2 separate regions of the Aedes albopictus genome follow, and region 2 is linked to region 1. The links are chromatin contacts, called in public Hi-C maps. All regions are on one chromosome and are shown on one strand. Each heading gives the region's core, a stretch centred on a gene start, on an enhancer-like site or on the middle of the called end of the contact. The rest is flanking DNA. Distances are from core to core; before and after follow the strand shown.

Region 1 (6,297 bases), core at 3,594-6,093:
ACGGAATTACTATTATTTATACTTTCTGTTTTCATGCTATCTGCCGTTTAGCCTGGGTTGAAGAGAAGTGTTTTGTCAACCCAGGCGAAGCACCAAATAGCATGAAAACAGAAAGAGAGTGAGGGAGATGCGGATACAAAATGCATAAATAATAGTAATTCCGTGTATACTTTTATTTCTGAGTGTACGGTAACTGCAAATTATTATTTGTTTCAGTTACCTGACTTGCAGTTAAAAAGCATTGCAGTTAAACCGTTGCACCGACCGAACGTCTACCACAAACAGACATACTACTCAAATCGCGATTATCGCACGATTTAACGGTCATTTTGAAAATATAGTGTGGTTCGGACTCTCAGGTTCGGACTGTGCTCGCATGTGTCATGGTGGCGCTGCTGTGCCTACATCACCTCTCAATGAGCCATTTTACGAGACGTTTCGGATCAGCTGATCGCTCATTTCATGAATGGAAATTCGACAGGAGGTTGCGCCCAAGCCCGTGAGTGTTAATATCAATATCAACACTGTTGTCGTTTCGTAAAATAGACTATTGTCTCGACTATTGTGGAGAGAAATTAACGCGACGCCGATCAATGTTTACATAAAATGATTCAATCATGAACCTTCGTTCATGTTGGATGACGCTACGGGGGAGTCGTCACCTGCTAAATTGTTACATAGAGCCGAGGGATACTACACCTGCAAATTAATGCTTCGGATTGAGCATTATAGAGGGTGCTAGTGAGATACCAAACGATGTTTTTAAAACAAATTTCTTCTAAGTAATATGTCTGTTTGTCTGTGCTTATTCCTTGAAAATGGAGGAATAAGTGCTCCGAAGACGTCGAGACGATCCGAGGCAAATGTGCACTTTTATCACACTTTTCAGGCGTACCCAAAAAAGTGTGATAGTCCAATTTGGAATGTAGTCTGCAATATACGGTGTATTTAGAGCAATCATTAAGTGCCCCACACAATGCATACGTTTACGTGTGCGTGACAGTAGTTTGACACATTTCCCATGGGAAAACTGTCAAAAAAACGCAAACCTTGACGGAACGGACGCTATGTGTTCCAGGCTTTACTTTACATGAACACATAAGGTTGATTTAAAGTCAATTAAAGTGGGAATGGCAATTCGGCACCAACATTTCAAAAGGGCGTAACTGCATTTTGAAACAAACCCCTCTTTCACATCTGTGGATCGTATTTCAATGCCGCCATGCAAATCACCGCCAGTATAGGAAAGAAGAGCAATTTCTCTGTCTAGTAATGTTTGTGAATGTCGTGGGAAACTTAAAATATGACCCACAGATGTGAAAGAGTGCCCAAGTAACCACGATGCTGAAGCCTTATTGCATGCTGATATATACGGTGTACTTAGAGCAAACATTACTTTACATGCAAACTTAAAGTTTATTTAAAGTGGAAATGGGCAATTATGCGACTGCTCCAAGATTATACCAGTATAATCTTAATTTGATTCTATAATTGCCCACTTCCACTTTAAATCAACCTTAAGTTTGCATGTAAAGTAATGATTGCACTAAATACACCGTATATCTGCATGCAATAAGGCTTCAGCACCGTGGTTACTTGGGTGGTTTGTTTCAAAAAGCAGTTACGCCCTTTTGAAATGTTGGTGCCGAATTATGCGACCGAATCAGGCCCCTGACACGGCCTATATCAATGCATTGGAATCATGGTAGACAGGATGTCCTGGGCGCTAATAAATAGCGCCCACTGTCAAATGCGAAAACATCAACAATATTTTGTTTAACGTTTATTTTGGTTTGTTGATCAGTTTTTGGAATCATTTTTTCCACCTCTTATGATCACAAAACACTTCAAGCTCGCATTAATATTAATGTACGGTAAGAGGAGCATGCGATTAGTTGAATAAAGCAACCCAACAAACACGCATTGTGAATGTGATTTCGTGTGTGGCTCACAACATCAAACAAAAGCTGCGTTTGTTGATTACACGCTCGTTTCAATTTGCACGAATATGAGTATAAGGCAGTTAGATGTTGGCTACGATGAATTTCATTGATGCCAGGGGCCTGGACCGAATTAAGATTATACACTGAAATAAATTTTGTTGTGGAAACTACCGATTCCATAGTAAAATTACTAACCGTACCTATGATTCTCAACCGACAACAATTTCCAGTTAATTCCACTAAAACACTGTCAACTTAACTAGCAGTGCAGTTAACATTACCAAAAATAATCTTAATTTAACAAATGAGCATTGTATTTTTAACCATACTGTGTTGTAAAATGCGTGTCCTGGAAAAATTAACAATGTTTTGTTGTTGAGACGACTATGCTTTTAGTTGAATTTACTACAATGCATTGTAATTTCAAGCATATTTCAGTTACCTTAACAGATTTTGTTGTCGGTTGAGAATCATAGGTACGGTTAGTAATTTTACTATGGACTCGGTAGTTTCCACAACAAAATTTATTTCAGTGTACCAGTATAATCTTAATCGAGATCTTAATTTGATTCTATAATTGCCCATTTCCACTTTAAATCAACCTTAAGTTTGCATGTAAAGTAATGATTGCTCTAACTAAATACAGAGGCGACGCGTGGTCTAATAGGGGACCTGTTCAACATTGAGGATAAATTCAAAATTGGAATTTGGTACATTTATGTTAAAGAACAGGTATGAGAGATGAGAATTACATATTATATGCATTCCAAAACTGAAAGTGGTGCACTTTTCTTCTGAATAATCGTAGATTTGTTGGAGCCAAAACGAATTCGTGGCCGTTTGATTACAGACGTCAGTCGTTTAAGTTTAACATGGTACATACTTGGAGTTTGGGTTTATTTCCCATTCCACTACTGGAAGAAAACTTTCGTCAAACAACAAATCCTTCACATGGCCACCATGTTGTGGTGCTTGAATGTCCGTCTGACATGATTAACGAAACATGTAATAAAACTACTTTTCCAGATAGTAAGAAAGATTCTGAAATGGACCTTAATCAATCTAATCCTTACGATCATCTGGGTTAATTTGGTTCAATGTTAAAGCCGATTAAAATAAGTTGTAGGATGAATATGGGAGCGTGAGATTACTGATGGCACACATACCCTATGTTGATCAACACAAACCAGCCCGGCTAGGAAAAGTTTAATAAGAATTGCATTTTGACACTGAATAATGTACGCAATAACCGCCAAATGAAAGCACATTCAGCTTCAGTAGCAAGTAGGTACGCATGGTTGGGTGGTGCGCAAGCCACGCGCATTGAAAGCATGCAATGATGACGGTGAGAAAGTCTCTTTTTTCTTCGTTTTTTCTCTCTCGTTCAAGCCGGTGGGTTGAACACGATGAGAGACACCGAAGCCAAGCTGCATGCAAGTTAACCGCGCTTTTTGGCGCAACACGGTGAGAGTGGCTCACACAGCGGTATGTTGGTTTAGCAAAAATGGTTCTGTTAGAATTTAGTTGTAATCATAGAGCGCTTTTTGATTTTGGGATATTGCCCGTTGCGAAGATTTATAGATTCCGACGCAAATAAATGATTAGGCTCATTTTTAGCGTACATGCATTATAAATGTTTATTTACAATGCAAAACTATCAACAAATGTGTGCTTAACAACGTAGCGTAAAATATTCACCAGGATGCTGTCTGTTTAATACCTGTGAGCCCACGCAAGAAAAATCTACACAGAAAAAACTGTTGTGTAATATTACATCTGAACTGCTGCAACCCGATCATTCCGTCGGTTGCATGAATATTACACAGGACGATGTAGACATAAGAACAAAAGATTTTACATCAAAACGATGTAATCGTACATAGGAATCGTGATTACATTGATTATTATGTACATCGGAATGAGTTACATCGGGCGGGTTGCATTTATTTTTTGCTGTGTACGCAACTAATTTTCGCGCAGGAGTCTAAACAGGTGGAATCTCCGCAATAAGAACATGACGACATTCACGTAATTGAACTATTTTCTACTGAAATCCGTTTTCTGCGGAAGCATTGTCATGTGCGATTTGAATGAGTTTAAGCTCAATCCTATGCGAATCATTTTTAGCGTCAAACAAAAACGCGCACGAGAGACTCCCAGCATGTGATAGCAAACGTTGTTCAAATTCTCCTGTAGAACGGGTTGATCTCACACATTTACACCTCCAGCCGTATACGAACATCCGACCTATTGCAGTGTGTTGGGGCGTTCATATATGGGAGCTTGTTCAACAGAAAAAGTTGAACTACGGTGCGGTGTGCTTGTTTTGATTCTCAGCCGTTACACGGTGGGTATAGTTGGGCGACTGTCTTATAGTGGTGGGATGGGTGGTACGCCCCAGATTTTTTGTTCTAACGGAGATGCAATGTATTGAAGTCTTGTAAAAACATTGTCTTTAAGTTTCTGTGTTAATATAACATTTAATCCATATCATTTAGGTTAAATTTAAATGACAAAGACTGGGATGGTGAAACAATTCCTATTTATTTTCTTCCAAATCGAATACCTGTGCAATGAACCGGTTGAACACGCCGACGAGACGCCTCTGACTAAATACACCATGCAATAAGGCTTCAGGGACAGTTCGTCGAACTGAGTTGATTATGGTATATGAGACTCGGCCCTCCGGGCCTCGGATCAAAAGTCGGTTTTTCGAGCGATATTTATGGATGTAAGAAGGGTAAAAAACAGTAGGCTGGCAGTACGACACGAGTACGACCTGAGAAGTACGACGTTTGCCGGGACAGCAAGTGCGAATATGAGAGTGCGAATAAAATCCAGTTAAAATCAGATAGAATCAATGAGAATATTTTTTCCTGTGCGTAGTTTTTGGGCACAAGTTGCGTAGACCACTTGGACCGATTCCTAATTCATCCAAATTTGCGCGCGTTCAAGTGAACCTGAATGAACCGCATGATGAACACTCGTTTCTGCTTTCATCGCTTTCATGAATCAACATGTAGCATAAACAGTATCCTTTCGAAGGAAGTTTATGCTGTCCGTACTGTTCGCTGGCCCGCAGGGCATCTTGTAGAAGTAATCACGTTTTTCTGCGTTGTTTAAGTGACATTATTTAGATTGATTTCATAAGTGTTTTAGTTAGGAATTGTTTCACATGAGTGACTATTTTGTGTTGACTTCGAACAATGAATCGAGCCCGGCGCAGCACAGCCGTTTACAACAAAAAGACCCCTAGAAGGCGGGAGCAGGTTAGTGACGATGATTTCGAGAGTGATGGGTTTTCGGACGAGCCTGACGATGATGATGGGGACTTCTCGGCCAGCGAGGAAGAGTGGCTTCCGGGAAAGGATAAGGAAGGCAAGAGCGATAGTGCAGAAGGGCAAGGAACCGTATCGGATGAAGACGAAGACGAGGAATCGGAAGGGGTGTCGGAGAATGAGGAGGGAGGTTCAGGAAGTGACGAGAGTGTGGTAGCTACAGGAAAGAGCGGAGCTAAGAAAAGGTAAATTAGTGGGAGAATAATATTTTGAGATTGTTCATTGATCTGCTTGAGTTTTAGGACGTCGAAGCCGTCGAACAACCCATGGCCCAAGAAGAAACGGCTTTCGCCAGCAACGAGAGACGAACTGTACAAGCGTACCAAGAAGAACTTGCTTAGGGAGGTGGACCCAGAATTACCCTCTTTGAACTCCAGTCTGTCGGATATCCTGAAGCAGTGTCAGTTCCAGAAGAAGAGAGACTTCTCCCACTGTTCAAAGCGAGAACCCGCCAAGGTGACCAAGAAAGCAAAGGGCGAAGATGACTCAGACAGTAGCGGTGACGATCACTTGATGAAACCGGAGGAGTTGGATTTGTCTTCCAAATTTTTCGATAAGGTTGACACGACAAAGCAGCGCCATTCGGAAGAAGCTGCTCCGCAGTTCGATTGCAATGCAAGGATGCGGTTGTCGGACAGTTCGGAGGATGACGAGCAAGCAGAGGAATCGATACCGGCGTCCATTCAGAAAGTGGCCGCACAACAGTTGATCAACAAGATAAACGAGTCGTCAGGCGAGTTTTTGAATTTTAACAATTTGGGAGAGTTCAACAAGAAGATAGAGGAGGCGAAGAAGATGCTGAAGGAGTATCAAGCGAAGGAGAGTCAGGCAGATTCTGAGAATGCGGCTGGAGAAGACGTTTCAAATTTATTGGCTCTGGGTGAGGCGGAGGCTGGCACCTCACCTGGTGGGAGGGCAGATGCTGGCCAACAAAATGAGGAAGCGAGTGAAGAATCTGATTGGGAAGAGGTGGAAGATGCCGCCAAAAGTCAGAGCCAGCCGACGGGGCAATTACC
Region 2 (6,529 bases), core at 3,905-6,404, 170 kb before region 1:
GTTCCACCTTCTTCACCATACTGCTGGAGGAACCCTCGTTCAAAAAGGCAAAGCTTGCAACTTCCTTTGATCCGTTAACGAGGTACGACGAGGAAGACTACAGAGGGTCTGTTGATGCGCTGATCCATCATCAATTCAATTCCTCCGGTTTCTCAGCCTGGTGTGGTAGGGTATGGTGTATGATATTACAGCCCTAGACGTTACACAGCATCTTGTTGCGACATCGCATAGTACCATAGTTGTACAGTACAGACATACCTCGCACAGCTGTCGCTATCTTATCAGTCAAAGACCGTCATTCGGTGCCCGTCTTTTGTATTCTTCACAATTTCGCGCGCGATGCCAGTCCTTCCAGCATGTCGCGCACAACTTGTCGTCGACTGATTTCGCACCTTCTGTATTAGTGGTAGGTAACATTACGTTCCGTCTCACTGTTCATGTGCACATACCCTATAGGGCACTGCATGGAATTATCTCCTTCTCTTTCACTCTTACAGAAATTTTGTAAACAACAAGGCCAAGAAACGTCAAAATCCCATACAAAATCAAAACAATGCAGTGCCCTATTGGCTTCGTAGACGTTTTCCTCTCTGGTTTCGTTTTCATCAAGGGCTCATACGATGCATTTAGAAGGGTCACTTCACCGGCTTCGTTCACCAGCTACATTAAGTCATCGAAAGTGCGGATGGACGCTTGACCTTCATTATTTTTGAAGCGTACCCAGTCCAACTTGAAACCGGCAGGTAGCTTGTCTATCAACTCCTCCACGGGATTTAGGAGGTGGTCCTGCTGATTAACGATGTCCAAGTGGTTACATAATTGTTGCTCGGCAGTCGGAAATCCCGAACTAGGTGATGGATCCTTCGGTAGATCTAACATTAGTGCCTTAGCGATCACCAAACAAATGAGCACTTTTGGTTTTCCAAAGATACGATGCAAAGTATCGATCAACGTTCATCGGTAGCAACGGAGGGTATCAGAAATGCGGAGGGAATAGCAGAAATGCCCGACGAGCTTCCACGATGTGATGCTTGACTTCTCTCCAGCCTGTGTGGGCACGACACGGATTCCATAGGATCAGCAATGGACGGTACATAGCACGGAAGACCTCCGTCGATTGAGACTCCGGCCGCAACAGTATTCTTCCGAGCTGGAAATATTGATTTCTGGCGACCGAATTGCGTGATTGTGTAGGACGCTCTGTGAACTACAACGTTGCTAGGACCTTCATTTGGGATCGAAGGCAATCTACAGGCCTTACCGGGACCAAAATCCACCCCGGCCTCTTGATCCATTTTCTCTTGCTACCTACGCTGATGTTCGTCAAACTAACGACCTCTCTATCGTCCTCTTCATCGACCTCAGGACACGATGCCGTCACTTCATACAGTCCATCCCCACATTTTAGTACTGTCATTAAATTTTAGTTATTCCTTTTTAAGATTTTCATCAATTAGAATAAAATATCATAAACCATAATTTCGGATATAAAATAAATCATACTATTCAAAATTAGTTAACGGAATTTCTATTTATTGATCAATATCATTTTTACTGTCCGCCTCTCAGTCGCAGGACCAAATGCAGTGTGCTTTCCTTCTGAATATTGTAGTCAGAGAGCGTACGGCCATCTTCCAGCTGCTTGCCGGCGAAGATCAAACGTTGCTGATCTGGAGGAATACCTTCCTTATCTTGGATTTTGGCCTTAACGTTTTCAATGGTATCCGAGGGTTCGACCTCCAAGGTGATGGTCTTACCGGTCAAGGTCTTGACGAAGATTTGCATACCTCCACGCAGACGGAGGACCAGATGAAGAGTGCTCTCCTTCTGGATGTTATAGTCCGACAGGGTGCGGCCATCTTCCAACTGCTTGCCAGCGAAGATCAAACGCTGCTGATCTGGAGGGATACCTTCCTTATCTTGGATCTTGGCCTTAACGTTTTCAATGGTATCCGAGGGTTCGACCTCCAAGGTGATGGTCTTACCGGTCAAGGTCTTGACGAAGATCTGCATACCTCCACGCAGACGAAGGACCAGGTGGAGAGTACTCTCCTTCTGGATATTGTAGTCCGACAAGGTGCGGCCATCTTCCAGCTGCTTGCCGGCGAAGATCAAACGCTGCTGATCTGGTGGGATTCCTTCCTTATCTTGGATCTTAGCCTTGACGTTTTCTATGGTATCCGAAGGCTCGACTTCCAAGGTGATGGTCTTTCCAGTCAGGGTCTTGACGAAGATCTGCATACCTCCACGGAGACGCAGAACCAGATGAAGGGTGCTTTCCTTCTGGATGTTGTAGTCAGAGAGTGTGCGGCCATCTTCCAACTGCTTGCCAGCGAAGATCAAACGCTGTTGATCTGGAGGGATACCTTCCTTATCCTGGATCTTAGCCTTGACGTTTTCAATAGTATCCGAGGGCTCGACTTCCAAGGTGATGGTCTTTCCGGTCAGGGTCTTAACGAAGATCTGCATACCTCCACGCAGACGGAGGACCAGATGAAGAGTGCTCTCTTTCTGAATATTGTAGTCCGATAGGGTGCGACCATCTTCCAACTGCTTGCCAGCGAAGATCAAACGTTGCTGATCTGGAGGGATACCTTCCTTATCCTGAATCTTAGCCTTCACGTTTTCGATGGTATCCGAGGGCTCGACCTCCAAGGTGATGGTCTTACCAGTCAGGGTTTTGACGAAGATTTGCATTCCTCCACGCAGACGCAGAACCAGATGAAGGGTGCTCTCCTTCTGGATGTTGTAGTCCGACAGGGTGCGACCATCTTCCAACTGCTTGCCGGCGAAGATCAAACGCTGCTGATCTGGAGGGATTCCTTCCTTATCCTGAATCTTGGTCTTCACGTTTTCAATGGTATCAGAGGGCTCGACCTCCAAGGTGATGGTCTTGCCAGTAAGAGTCTTGACGAAAATCTGCATACCTCCACGCAGACGAAGGACCAGATGAAGAGTGCTCTCCTTCTGAATGTTGTAGTCCGACAAGGTGCGGCCATCTTCAAGCTGCTTGCCGGCGAAGATCAAACGCTGCTGATCTGGAGGGATACCTTCCTTATCCTGGATCTTAGCCTTTACGTTTTCAATAGTATCCGAGGGCTCAACCTCCAAGGTGATGGTCTTACCAGTCAGGGTTTTGACGAAGATCTGCATACCTCCACGCAGACGAAGGACCAGATGAAGAGTGCTCTCCTTCTGGATGTTGTAGTCCGACAGGGTGCGGCCATCTTCCAACTGCTTGCCAGCGAAGATCAAACGCTGCTGATCTGGAGGGATGCCTTCCTTATCCTGGATCTTAGCCTTCACGTTTTCGATGGTATCCGAGGGTTCGACCTCCAAGGTGATAGTCTTGCCAGTAAGGGTCTTGACGAAAATCTGCATTCCTCCACGGAGACGCAGGACCAGATGAAGAGTGCTCTCCTTCTGGATATTGTAGTCCGACAGGGTGCGGCCATCTTCCAGCTGCTTACCGGCGAAGATCAAACGCTGCTGGTCTGGAGGGATACCTTCCTTATCCTGGATCTTGGCCTTGACGTTTTCAATGGTATCCGAGGGTTCGACCTCCAAAGTGATGGTCTTTCCAGTCAGGGTCTTGACGAAGATTTGCATACCTCCACGGAGACGCAGGACCAGATGAAGAGTGCTCTCCTTCTGGATATTGTAGTCTGACAGGGTGCGGCCATCTTCCAGCTGCTTACCGGCGAAGATCAAACGCTGCTGGTCTGGAGGGATACCTTCCTTATCCTGGATCTTGGCCTTGACGTTTTCAATGGTATCCGAGGGTTCGACCTCCAAGGTGATGGTCTTGCCAGTAAGAGTCTTGACGAAAATCTGCATACCTCCACGCAGACGAAGGACCAGATGAAGAGTGCTCTCCTTCTGGATGTTATAGTCCGACAGGGTACGTCCATCCTCCAGCTGCTTGCCAGCGAAGATCAAACGCTGCTGATCTGGAGGGATACCTTCCTTATCCTGAATCTTGGCCTTGACGTTTTCAATGGTATCCGAGGGCTCAACCTCCAAAGTGATGGTCTTTCCAGTCAAGGTCTTGACGAAGATCTGCATACCACCACGCAGACGCAGAACCAAATGGAGGGTACTCTCCTTCTGGATGTTGTAGTCCGACAGGGTACGTCCATCCTCCAGCTGCTTGCCGGCAAAGATCAAACGCTGCTGATCCGGAGGGATGCCCTCCTTATCCTGGATCTTGGCCTTCACATTCTCGATGGTATCCGAGGGTTCGACCTCCAAGGTGATGGTCTTACCGGTTAGGGTTTTGACGAAAATCTGCATGGTTGAAATCTCTGTTGAACCAGAAATAGAAACAAGGAAACAAGTACGTTAGTAATGATTGCGAAATACAAACTCACTTTATGTTGATTCATTGCTTTGTGGTTTGAGCACGACAAGACAGGTTTCGATTTTATTTTGCTTTGTCTTGCGTTCGCATTCGCAGTCGCAGACGATGTGAAAAATCTACGTGCAGGTGATGACGTCACAACAACGCCCTACTTTTAATTGGAAAATCAGGTTGTTTTTCACTTTTAACTACGTAGTTGAGACTTGGGAAATTGCGTATCTAAGTTTTAAATATACCCTCAAGGCCCTTCGTTATGAACGTCAGTATTACCTTAATAAGTTATAAGAACCCATCACTTAAGCGTTCAAATTAATAATGGAGGGCTTCTTATATTCCAGATTATTCTTTCGACTAACGTCGATGATTCAATAAAATATTATTATCGTTGTGAATCACATCTTGGTTTTATCAATGATGATGAAACTTCGCTGCAAATTTTTCATCAATTACAGTCGCCATCTTGAAAAATATATTTGCTCATTCAAAGACAAAGAAATCACCCACAAACTAGTTTTCACTTATTCACATCTATTCTAATCGATCCAATCACCCCCTTACCTTTTCAAGAAGATTCCTTCACCGAAATGCACTTTCACAAATTTAAACTCGCTTCGAGCAAAGTCCTTTTTTCAAATGTTCGTTCACTCTGGAATTTTCTCCGCTTGGCTAATTGGATTACTCTTGTCTTTTTCACTTCACTTGCACTGGTGCACTGCCTACTTGGACCGTTTTGGTGTGTTCACTCCACTAGGAAACGTATTCGATTGAGCTGGGTTCGCTTTTGCATGGAGACTTTATAGCCAACTACTGCCGTGGTAGTTGTGTTTCTAGAAAATTGTAGCAATACACATCTAGGTATATCTATGCGGTTGACCGTATCGATTCACTACCCTCTTCTGTTTGTCGAACTGAATGGTGCTTGTATTTGTTGGTTCATTCTGTATTTTTCTACCTTGAACGATGTGGTTTAACTTTTGGCAAAGACGTCAATGTACCTACCGTCGCATATATGCTGTCGGAAGATATGCGAATGCCTTTCATGAAAGATGAGAAAGAGTTTGCTGAATTTACCAATAGTTTAGGTAACAAATTTAGACTTTCAATGTAATATGATAACTGAATTCTATAAGAAAACCAGTAATTTGGGAATTTCATTTGAATCATTCTAATTGCATCACTTGTTGTATTAGTGCAGCCATCTGCTGACGTCAGGCCTTCTAAAATCAATATACTTCAGGGAAGCACTTTCTTTCTTGTCTGGCTCAGCTGGTGCCAAGGCAAACTATAATTGGATTCAATGCACAGGCGAGCTACATGTAAAGATATCACTTCGAGTGGTTCGATTTTATTTAATGTATGCACAGAGTTTAGCTAGCTAATTTCCTAAATTATAAATTGTTTCATTTGGTAGTTTCTTCGCAAAGATTCACTTTGCTTCGCGTACAAGTCTTGGAGGCAGTTCCATGTAGTTCCAGTTTCCAGTCGGGGTTCTTCGCATAGTTCGTCATTGACCGCCCTTTAACCTCAGAACCAGATGGACTGTCGAACCCTTGATGATGCTGTATTCCTGCAAGGTGCGTCCATCCTCCAATTGCTTGCCGGCGAAGATCAGACGTAGCTGGTTTGGTGGCATTTCTTCCAGTTTCTCCGAGATCTTAACCCTCAGTGTGTCGACTGTGTCCTCTGGTTCGGTATCGATGGCCATGCACCTGCCAGTTAACATCTTGACGAAGATCTGCATACCACCTCGGAGGCGTAGCACCAAGTGCAGGGTAGATCCCTTCTGGACATTGTAGTCGGACAGGGCACGGCCATCTTCCAGCTGCTTGCCAGCGAAGATCAGGCGCTGCTGGTCTGGTGGGATACCTTCCTTATCCTCGATTTTGCCCTTGATGTTCTGGATGGTGTCAACAGCTTCGACATCCAGGGTAATGGTCTTTCCGGTCAAAGTCTTCACGAAGATCTGCATACTGATTCCTGAAATAAAAAGGTCACCATCGTGTGGCATCCATCAGTCGACCATTACGACCAGCTCAGGTGATTCATGATTATGAAACTTGGCATGTTGTTCAATAGTTATGTCATTTAGTCGATCCCGAGTGCCAACAGGACTTGGCACCGTAATCGATAAGGCTATTAATGGACTTGTTTCTTCCTTGTTTGCATATT

What was found. A called contact is a pair of places that touch in the nucleus more often than the background predicts.
Region 2: a Hi-C map of whole body shows a contact between it and region 1, with 4 times the contacts expected there. The contact joins the promoter of LOC115269552 here to the promoter of LOC134284094 in region 1. A contact is called at or near these places in 3 of 3 Hi-C or Micro-C datasets (embryo, whole body and whole pupa).

The regions. Positions count from the first base shown.
Region 1 is chr3:83,534,857-83,541,153 of AalbF5, reverse strand. It overlaps LOC134284094 (DNA repair protein complementing XP-C cells homolog), which reads left to right and starts at 4,843. Exons shown (of 5, transcript XM_062842379.1): 1 at 4,843-5,466; 2 at 5,524-6,297. The coding sequence starts at 5,150.
Region 2 is chr3:83,704,292-83,710,820 of AalbF5, reverse strand. LOC115269552 (polyubiquitin-C) reads right to left here and starts at 5,154. Exons shown (of 3, transcript XM_062859455.1): 1 at 5,040-5,154; 2 at 2,194-4,304. The coding sequence starts at 4,293.